Regions from separate parts of the Mus musculus genome. Here regions 2 and 3 are each linked to region 1. A link is a contact called in public Hi-C data. All regions are on one chromosome and are shown on one strand. The core of a region is the stretch at or near the end of the contact, and the rest is flanking DNA. Distances in the headings are between cores, read along the strand shown. Region 1 overlaps Kif26b (kinesin family member 26B). Region 2 overlaps Smyd3 (SET and MYND domain containing 3). Region 3 overlaps Smyd3 (SET and MYND domain containing 3).

What was found. A called contact is a pair of places that touch in the nucleus more often than the background predicts.
Region 2: a Hi-C map of uterus shows a contact between it and region 1, with 6 times the contacts expected there. The contact joins two enhancer-like sites. A contact is called at or near these places in 2 of 484 Hi-C or Micro-C datasets (palatal mesenchyme and uterus).
Region 3: a contact with region 1 is called in a Hi-C map of uterus, with 5 times the contacts expected there. The contact joins two enhancer-like sites. A contact is called at or near these places in 5 of 484 Hi-C or Micro-C datasets (cerebral cortex, nephron progenitors, reprogramming fibroblasts and 1 more) and 1 of 9 other capture datasets (embryonic stem cells).

What each region holds. Positions count from the first base shown.
Region 1 is chr1:178,869,021-178,871,627 of GRCm38.p6, forward strand. Kif26b (kinesin family member 26B) reads left to right here. Exons shown (of 15, transcript NM_001161665.1): 7 at 326-419; 8 at 1,577-1,839. Among named protein-coding and RNA genes, the nearest start is that of Gm46249, 94 kb to the left of the region's middle. Within about 2 kb of position 1,286, at least 8 of the 459 cell types and tissues checked have an H3K27ac peak or open chromatin away from gene starts, as enhancers often do. A contact at or near this core is called in uterus, where this site is marked.
Region 2 is chr1:179,231,218-179,233,824 of GRCm38.p6, forward strand. The region is part of intron 5 of Smyd3 (SET and MYND domain containing 3); the gene reads right to left. Among named protein-coding and RNA genes, the nearest start is that of Gm31349, 96 kb to the right of the region's middle. Within about 2 kb of position 1,309, at least 46 of the 459 cell types and tissues checked have an H3K27ac peak or open chromatin away from gene starts, as enhancers often do. A contact at or near this core is called in uterus, where this site is marked.
Region 3 is chr1:179,142,254-179,144,860 of GRCm38.p6, forward strand. The region is part of intron 5 of Smyd3 (SET and MYND domain containing 3); the gene reads right to left. Among named protein-coding and RNA genes, the nearest start is that of Gm31349, 180 kb to the right of the region's middle. Within about 2 kb of position 1,313, at least 29 of the 459 cell types and tissues checked have an H3K27ac peak or open chromatin away from gene starts, as enhancers often do. A contact at or near this core is called in uterus, where this site is marked.

The DNA.
Region 1 (2,607 bases), core at 36-2,535:
GGACAGAGAGACAATAGAGAGTCAAGTTCCTTGCTGAGGAGGCTGACAGAGGGGACAAGGGTCCAGAACCCATCCCATTCTCTCACTGCAGCCTGTACCTACTTTAAGACTGGAGAGTGCTAAAGGAAGGTTTGTATTCAGTGTGTTTCACTGATAACATGGGTAGAAAGTCCCCAGTGTTTTTAAGTGGCAGAGGCTGGACCATCTGGGACTGTGGTGATGCTAGGACTCCAAGCCCCAGGAAGGCAGAGTCACTTCTATGTCATTGAGGTGCCTTAGGTGCTGCGCGGTGCATTTATCGAGTGCCTTGTCTTGTGTCTTCCAGGCTGAAGTTTGTGCTGGAACTGTGGCCGAAGTCATCCAGTCTGTGGTGAACGGGGCAGATGGCTGTGTGTTCTGTTTTGGCCATGCCAAGCTAGGTGAGTGGAAACTTGACTTCTGTCTTGTGCTGATCACTAGGTAACCTCATTCCTGTCTCGATATTGGTTCTAGATTCCTCGATGCGAGGGCAGGCTAAGTTCCCTTTTGGTACCAAACTGAGTGATAAAGAACAACCATGCCTGACTTTGAAACAATGTCAGTCCTAAGTGGACAGACCTATTCCCATAAGACAGCTTCAACTCCAAGAGGGGAATAACAGGATAACGAGGTCATAGGTCAAGGTCATAGTCAAGCCCAGGGAGTAGAGAAGCAGGGAAGGTGTTCATGTCTGTCTTGATCATGGGATGGATGTCTGGGAAGCAGATTCGGGTGGGTGGAGCCAATGGAGGAATCTCCAAGCAGAGTCCCACATGGGGGAAGCAAACCAAAGCTGTCCTTGGGCCAACATCCAGCCCTGTGAGGAGTGCTCCCTGTGAAAAGTCCTCCCCGTTTCAGCACTTGAGAAAGAAGCCACCAACTAGCGCTGCAAAACATTGGCTTAAATCCCCTGCTACATTCTCTTTCCAGTCCTGATCTCTCTGCCTCCCAGGCCTTGTCAGATGTACAGAAAGAGTTAGCAATTTCGGAAGCTTCTTGGTAGAAGAAATCATCCCAGAGCCTTGTAGAGGACACAGAGACCTCTCCCCTGTGACAGAGAGCCCATTCCACCCCACCCCCACTCCTTTCTTCACTTCTTGATCACAGATCAAAGCAGGGGTCCCGATTTTAATGGAATTTGCTCATGCTATTAAAAACAAAACAAAACAAAACCAAAGCAAACCAGCATTTAACTTGAGAAAGGATATAAAGCACGCATGTGTGGATTTAATCTGTGGGGTAGCTATAAAAAGGACTGTAATCGTGATGAAAAGCCCCAGCTTCCTACTTCATGTAGAACAAGCCCAAAGGCAGATAGCCTGTTTGAGGTCCTCTGCAAGGCCCCTTGTGACTTCACCCTGTCATTTGTTTGGGCTCTCACATTCTTTTATAGCTGCTTCACCTCCAGTATAAGGAAATGTTTGCTACTTTTCCGGTCTTTTCATTCTTTAGCTTGCCCTCGTCCCACTCCCCACACCTTCCTCCTGTATCCTCAGCATCTGCTTTTTGAAGCTCTAATGAGTGATGTCTGTGTGTCTCTCTTCCCCTGCTCCCACAGGGAAATCCTACACCATGATCGGAAGGGACGACTCTATGCAGAACCTGGGCATTATTCCATGTGCTATTTCTTGGCTGTTCAAGCTTATCAATGAGCGCAAAGAGAAGACGGGGGCCCGATTCTCAGTCCGCATCTCAGCCGTTGAGGTGTGGGGAAAAGAGGAGAACCTTCGAGACCTGTTGTCTGAGGTGGCCACGGGCAGCCTACAGGACGGGCAGTCCCCAGGCGTGTACCTCTGTGAAGACCCCATCTGTGGCACACAGGTGACTGGCTGCTTTGGAAGTTTGACTTAGCTGGGGGTGACTCCTCTCTACTTCAGAGGATGGGGCATCTCAGACCTGGAATCATTTACCATGTAAACTGGGAAATGCTTATGAGTGTTTACTTTAAAGTGGACGGGAACTTTATGGCCTGCAGCTGTGGGGCCATCTGCTCACCCAACCTAAATATTTGTACCTTGAATCTAATTGACAATGAGCAGGAACTGCAATTGTCATAGCATTTTGGGGGAGATTGAATCCACTTTCTTGATGCCTCTTTCAAGAATGAAAAAAAAAAAGTACAGTCTTTCTTTTGTTTAACAACAAACTGAAATATTTACTGCTGTGCACAAATAGCTGCAGCCATTACAGGGGCTGTTTATGGCTCTATAAACTGTGTTTCTGGCACTGCTTTACAGCCGGATTAGCAGTGCTGTGGGAAAAACTAGTAACCGATTTCTAATTAGAACCGTGATAGAATTGCTAGAACTATGGAAGCTGAGAGAAGTTCTTATTTGCCTTTTCAGGAAGTCAGGCCTTTTAAGGGGGCAGGGAGTCTTCCCTTTGCTGTTTAACATAGGGATCTCTCTGTGGCTCTCCCGGTTCATATCCGGAAAGTCCGTTCTGCCAGTTTCCTGCAGTATGCTTCCCAAAACGCCCCATCTTAGATAGGAGTCTCTGATAAATACCTGGCTCCTACCAGCTAGGTCATTTCTGTGAATGAGGATGCCCCAGAAACAATATTATACCCAACTCTCAAAGCCTGACCCT
Region 2 (2,607 bases), core at 59-2,558, 360 kb after region 1:
GCCATCAGGCCATGCCACATGCCCTTCCCCTTGGACAATGACACTTCTCACTTTGAAAGCAGCATTGAGACCAGTTACTTCATTCATAGCTTATCTATAAAGTGGGGCCGTAAGGACAAGCCACCAATAGATTAAATTTATCACAATATAAAATGTCACAGTGGGCTCCTCGCTTTCCTTATGGAGGACTACCAATAACTTGACCCCATGAGTCACAGTGGAGCAAGGGCTACCTGCTAGGACTACTCACTGTCCTTAACCTTAAAACCAGAAAATACTAAAATATCAGAAAGAAGCCCTGGGGTATGCAGCTGTCCTAGACCAGAGATAAAAAAAGATAGAATATTAATGAGAAGCCAGCCAGAGTTCACGTACAGTGTGTGAGCATAAACCATCCTCCTCAGATAAACATGACTTCAATTACGTCACATTTTAAAGGTCAAGGGCCTAAAGCCACCCAATCAGCCAGCTTAGACACTAATTCTATCATCAAAAGAACAGGGTTGTAAAAACAATATTTTAAAAACAAAGCCAGTGCCAAACCAAAATTAAGTCAAATGGCATTAACGTTCCTTTGTCTTAGCAAGAAATGAAACAGCTTTCCTTAGGGACCCTTTAATTCCAGCGGGCAAATGCGTTGCGATAAGCCATCAAAACACATGGGAGTGCATGCTTTTTATACAAGCACATGGAATGCCAGGAGAAAGCCAAGACCCATCAGGGTTATTTACCTGCAACAAATAATCCATTGCATTTGACTGTCACATCTGTGAACATCAAAATCCCCTAGTATTAGTCCTCTTGGCAACATCAGTATGGGGGGGGGGGGCCTGGCGGGAAGAAATCTGGGTTGTGTTACTTTAAACTTTTCTCTAATCACTTGGTGTTGAAAAAAATAAAAGGTGCTAATTTCAATTTTCATTTCCTATCAGTATACACTGCACAAGAGCTTGCATTGGAGGGAAGCAAATAAGGAAGTGGGTTTTCTAATCAGTCTCTCTGCCGCCCTCTTCTGTTTAACGGGAGTATAGCAGGCAGGCTCACCCACAGTCAGAAACCTCTCCAAGCCTGGCTGAACAGAAGGCCAGATCCAGCCTGGCAGCTCAGCTTGATAATTTCATTCTCTCAAGGAGCTGTTCATTTTGTGACTGAAATGCATTCGCGCACAATCTGAACTGTGAGGCCCATGTCAGGCTGTGCGAGGCAAAGCTCCAGTCCCTTCCTTGACACTGGAGAGAACGGGCATGGCTGTGTCCACTCAGGAGTGACAGTAATGAGAAACACTGTAAAGACTTGCTGCTGAGAGACAGTTCCCACTTGTCACGGAAGTGTGAGGCCCTGGGTTCCCTCCCAGGAGGCCGGGATGGAGGAACTGTGGGAGATTGGTGGGAGGAGGGAAGGGCCCTTTTGTCCTGTATGCAGCCAGCAACTTCCTGATTTTTTCCCCCACTGAGAACATGAATAATTGTGTGTGTGTGTGTGTGTGTGTGTGTGTGTGTGTGTGTGTGTTTTAAGTCTTTATATCCCCCAAACAATGGCATGACATCTTTTCTCCCCTTTAGTGAGATGTCTGCTCATTCTCCTAGAGGGCTTCTCTCATCTAAGAAGCTAAACATTTCGATACCGAGATTTCTAGTGCATTCCCAGATGACGAGTACCAACAACCTTAACCCAAACATACATCTTCCAAATGAAAGGGATTGTCAGGGATGAAATGCAGCATATGTACAGGTGTGTGTATGCGGGGGGGGGGGGGGCAGTCACTTGCCTGCCACAGGGCGACCTGAATGAGCTGCCCTGCAGCCATGGCTGTCCCTCTCAGGAGTGGTAGTGAGGAGAGACAGTGGGAAGAGAGTTATGCTGGGAGGCAATGACTCAGAAGAGCTTGCCTAGTGTGTGTGAGGCCCGAGGTCCATCCCCAGCACCAACACAACACAGCAGAACAATGGGGCCTTGACTTCTGTGTCTATTTCCTGCCCCAGCCTTCAGCCTGAGAAATACTTACAAGCCTGTATTTGACGACACTCCCCGGCAATACGGAATGCTGGTTGCTCTCCTTTATTCTCCCTTCTTCCTTCACCTCAATGTTTTGAATCTTAGACATTTGCTAAATAGAAATATTGTGTGAAGCTTGGGGGAATTTGCTTAAAACACACACTGTAAGTACCCTCTAAGGCTCTTTACTTCCCGGTTTTCCTCACTAAGATGAAATGGCTATTGCTCCATGGAGCCCTAAGTGCCATACAGGAACGCAGAGACAAAATTCACATGCAAGTATAGCCAAGACAAAAGCCAACTCACCCTGCGGAATCTCTGAGAATCTGCAGACACCACCCACCACTCCCACTGCTGGTCCCAGAAACGCTGCAAAGCAAACAATTGCTGACACTGGCAAGGGCTCTCTCTCTACCTGAGCTGTACCCAGCCCCTGGTTCCCCAGGCTGACCTCCAAGTCAACGTCTTCTTCCCTCAGCCTCGGGATTGTGGGGGTTACAGGCATGGCCACCATGACCAGATCTCTGAGGACTTCTTTGTTTTTTGAGATTATAATATAATTATATTATATCTCCACATCCCTTTTCTCCCTCCAGACTCTCTCACCACCTC
Region 3 (2,607 bases), core at 63-2,562, 270 kb after region 1:
GGAGGTGCTGGGATAGATGGGCAAAACATACCAGTTCTCACTCCATTAGGCTTCAGGGCATCCCAACAGGATGCTCTTACCCACTCTCAGGAGCCACAGTGGGGCATCTAGTGTATCTATGCGACCACAGTGCCATCTAGTGGAGTGGTGGAATTATTATTTTTTAATGACCTCTTCAGAACCATACAGGATCAAACCCACATTGAAAAGACTCCAGGCACTAAGTTAGGGTGACAGAACGCTCTTATCAATAAACATGCTCACAGATCTTGATGTCTTATAGGTTACTTCTCAAGACAAGGGAGGCATAGCTACAGTCTGACTTCAACACCATTCCATAGTTACCCTTTTGTGTTGGCTCCTTATCGAGACATTCAGTGAAAAAAGTCATAAGACAATAACACAGGCTTAGCATACACGTGAGGTATAGCTATCTCAGATATAGTCACTAACTAGGTCCTAATATCCATTTTCTGCGGCTTTTTACCACCCACAATTTCCGCATGAAACTCCCCAATAAGAAATACGACGACAGTGTAAGCCAGGCGTGGTGGCGCACTCCTTTAATCCCAGTACTCAGGAGGCAGAGGCAGGCGGATTTCTGAGTTTGAGGCCATATAAAACATGGGTCCCAAATGTGTCATCAGTATTTCTGTGTCTTCTGTTACTGATTCTGGGGAGCAAAACAGGGTGGGGGGTGCTAAAGTTCATACTCTGTTTGGCTTAGGTCTGAACTGGAATCCAGAACCACAGACTTGTTAGTCTCATGCCTGTGTGTGAGATGGGTGTGGTGCGAGGATTTCATGAGACAAGGTATCCTATCAGCAGAGGGAATGCTACAAGTTCATTTCCTTTCTGCTGCCTTCTGAACAGATCTCTCAGAGAAGTAACAAGTCTCAATTTTTAGTTGAGCTGCCAGAGTTACATTCCTTGCTTCTAACTGAGAGAAGGGGAAACCCTTCTGAAATCCTGACTCTCAACCCATCCGCCAGCCCAGTTTCTACTTGAAAGTCAACCAGTTAATGAGTGAGGGGTGCGGATGGAGTCCTGCCAGCCACAGTACCAGGAGAGTTCATAACACATTTGACTTTAATTCATGTGTACTGTAATCCTGTGGGTTAAAGGACCGTAAATGTTGTTCTGGTTTTTCTTATACTTCAAAGGAAGCAATTTAATGGCCATGAATTATAGTCCCTCCATTACAGCGTAACTAAGAAACACAACTGTTTCTCGTAGGATTGCCAATCTGGCTCCTTCACTAAAGGAACTTCAAGGCAAGAATTTAAACAAAGTAACGCATTCGGGCTCTCGGGCTTCCTCATGCTGTGGGATGCTCTGCTCTCAGGAGCCCTGAGAATCAGAGGTCACCCTGAAGGCTATGTAAGGTTGAGGCCTGGTTGAGCTGTGGATGGGCCAACTGGTAAGATGTGTGGATCTGTGTGTGTGTGTGGGGGGAGGGGGGACCATAAGATACAGTGAAAGGAAATACTGTTTCCCTGGGAGGCCCACGCGGTACAGGTGCTACCAGAAACAAAACAAAAGCGATAATATCATTTATTTAATAAATAGAAGCCACAGCAACATAAATAAAGGCCAGGCGTGTTGGGGGTATAACTGCAACCCTAGCCTAGCACTCAGGAAACTGAGACAGGAGAACTCAGGGTTTGAGGCTAGTCTGGGCTGTATAGTAAAACCCTGTCAGAAAAGGAAAAGAAAGGGAGGGCTGGGGGGCGGGGAGGGGAGGAAAAAAGAGGGAGATGTTTAACAAATATAAACTCCTCCTATCTTTTTGTCAACTGATAGTCCAACAGAAAGACCATAAACTATTCTCATTGCCCCAAGAACCAAGATACACAGCACAGCTTTTCCTTACGGTAACCAAAACAGCTCTGGAGGCTGAGAAGCGGTCGGCATATGGTGGAGCAATTTCATCATCACGACCTGGACTTGATTTGCAATCCTAATTCCTCAGCTCACTCCCTGTCAAGATTTAGACAACTTCCTTAAGCTCTGGTTTGCTCATCTACAGGAGACAGCACTCCATCTCCATACAGAGGCTGCCACGGAAGCAAAGACAAGATAATGTGAACTCGAGGAGATGAATGCAGCCTTGGGGAGTTCCAGTCCTCCAGCATGCTGAAAGCCAGCAGTCACCAGGCCAGGCTGGAGGACAAAAGGAGGAGGCAGAGTCGAAAGGATATTACAAGGAAACAAAACAATACACCCTAATGGCCCGTTTACTTACTGCTAGTCCTTCTCAAACAGAAAACAATGAACACTGACTGCACAGGTGAAAGGATGTGTGGTGGAGGCCTGGCATACAAAGATGTTACATAGTTTATGAGTGTGTGTGTGTGTGTGTGTGTGTGTGTGAGAGAGAGAGAGAGAGAGAGAGAGAGAGAGAGAGAGAGAGAGAGACCGAGAAAGACCCGCCTTTCTCCCATAAATTGAGGAAATATGTACAGAAAGTGGGCTGTGATACACAAACCATGTATAATTCTGACTACTCTTAAGGTTATTTTCAAAAGAATCCATGGGTACAGTTGTGTGACAAAGTGCTTGTGGAACACACGGAAAGCCCTGGGTTCTTTTTATCCCTGGGAGAGT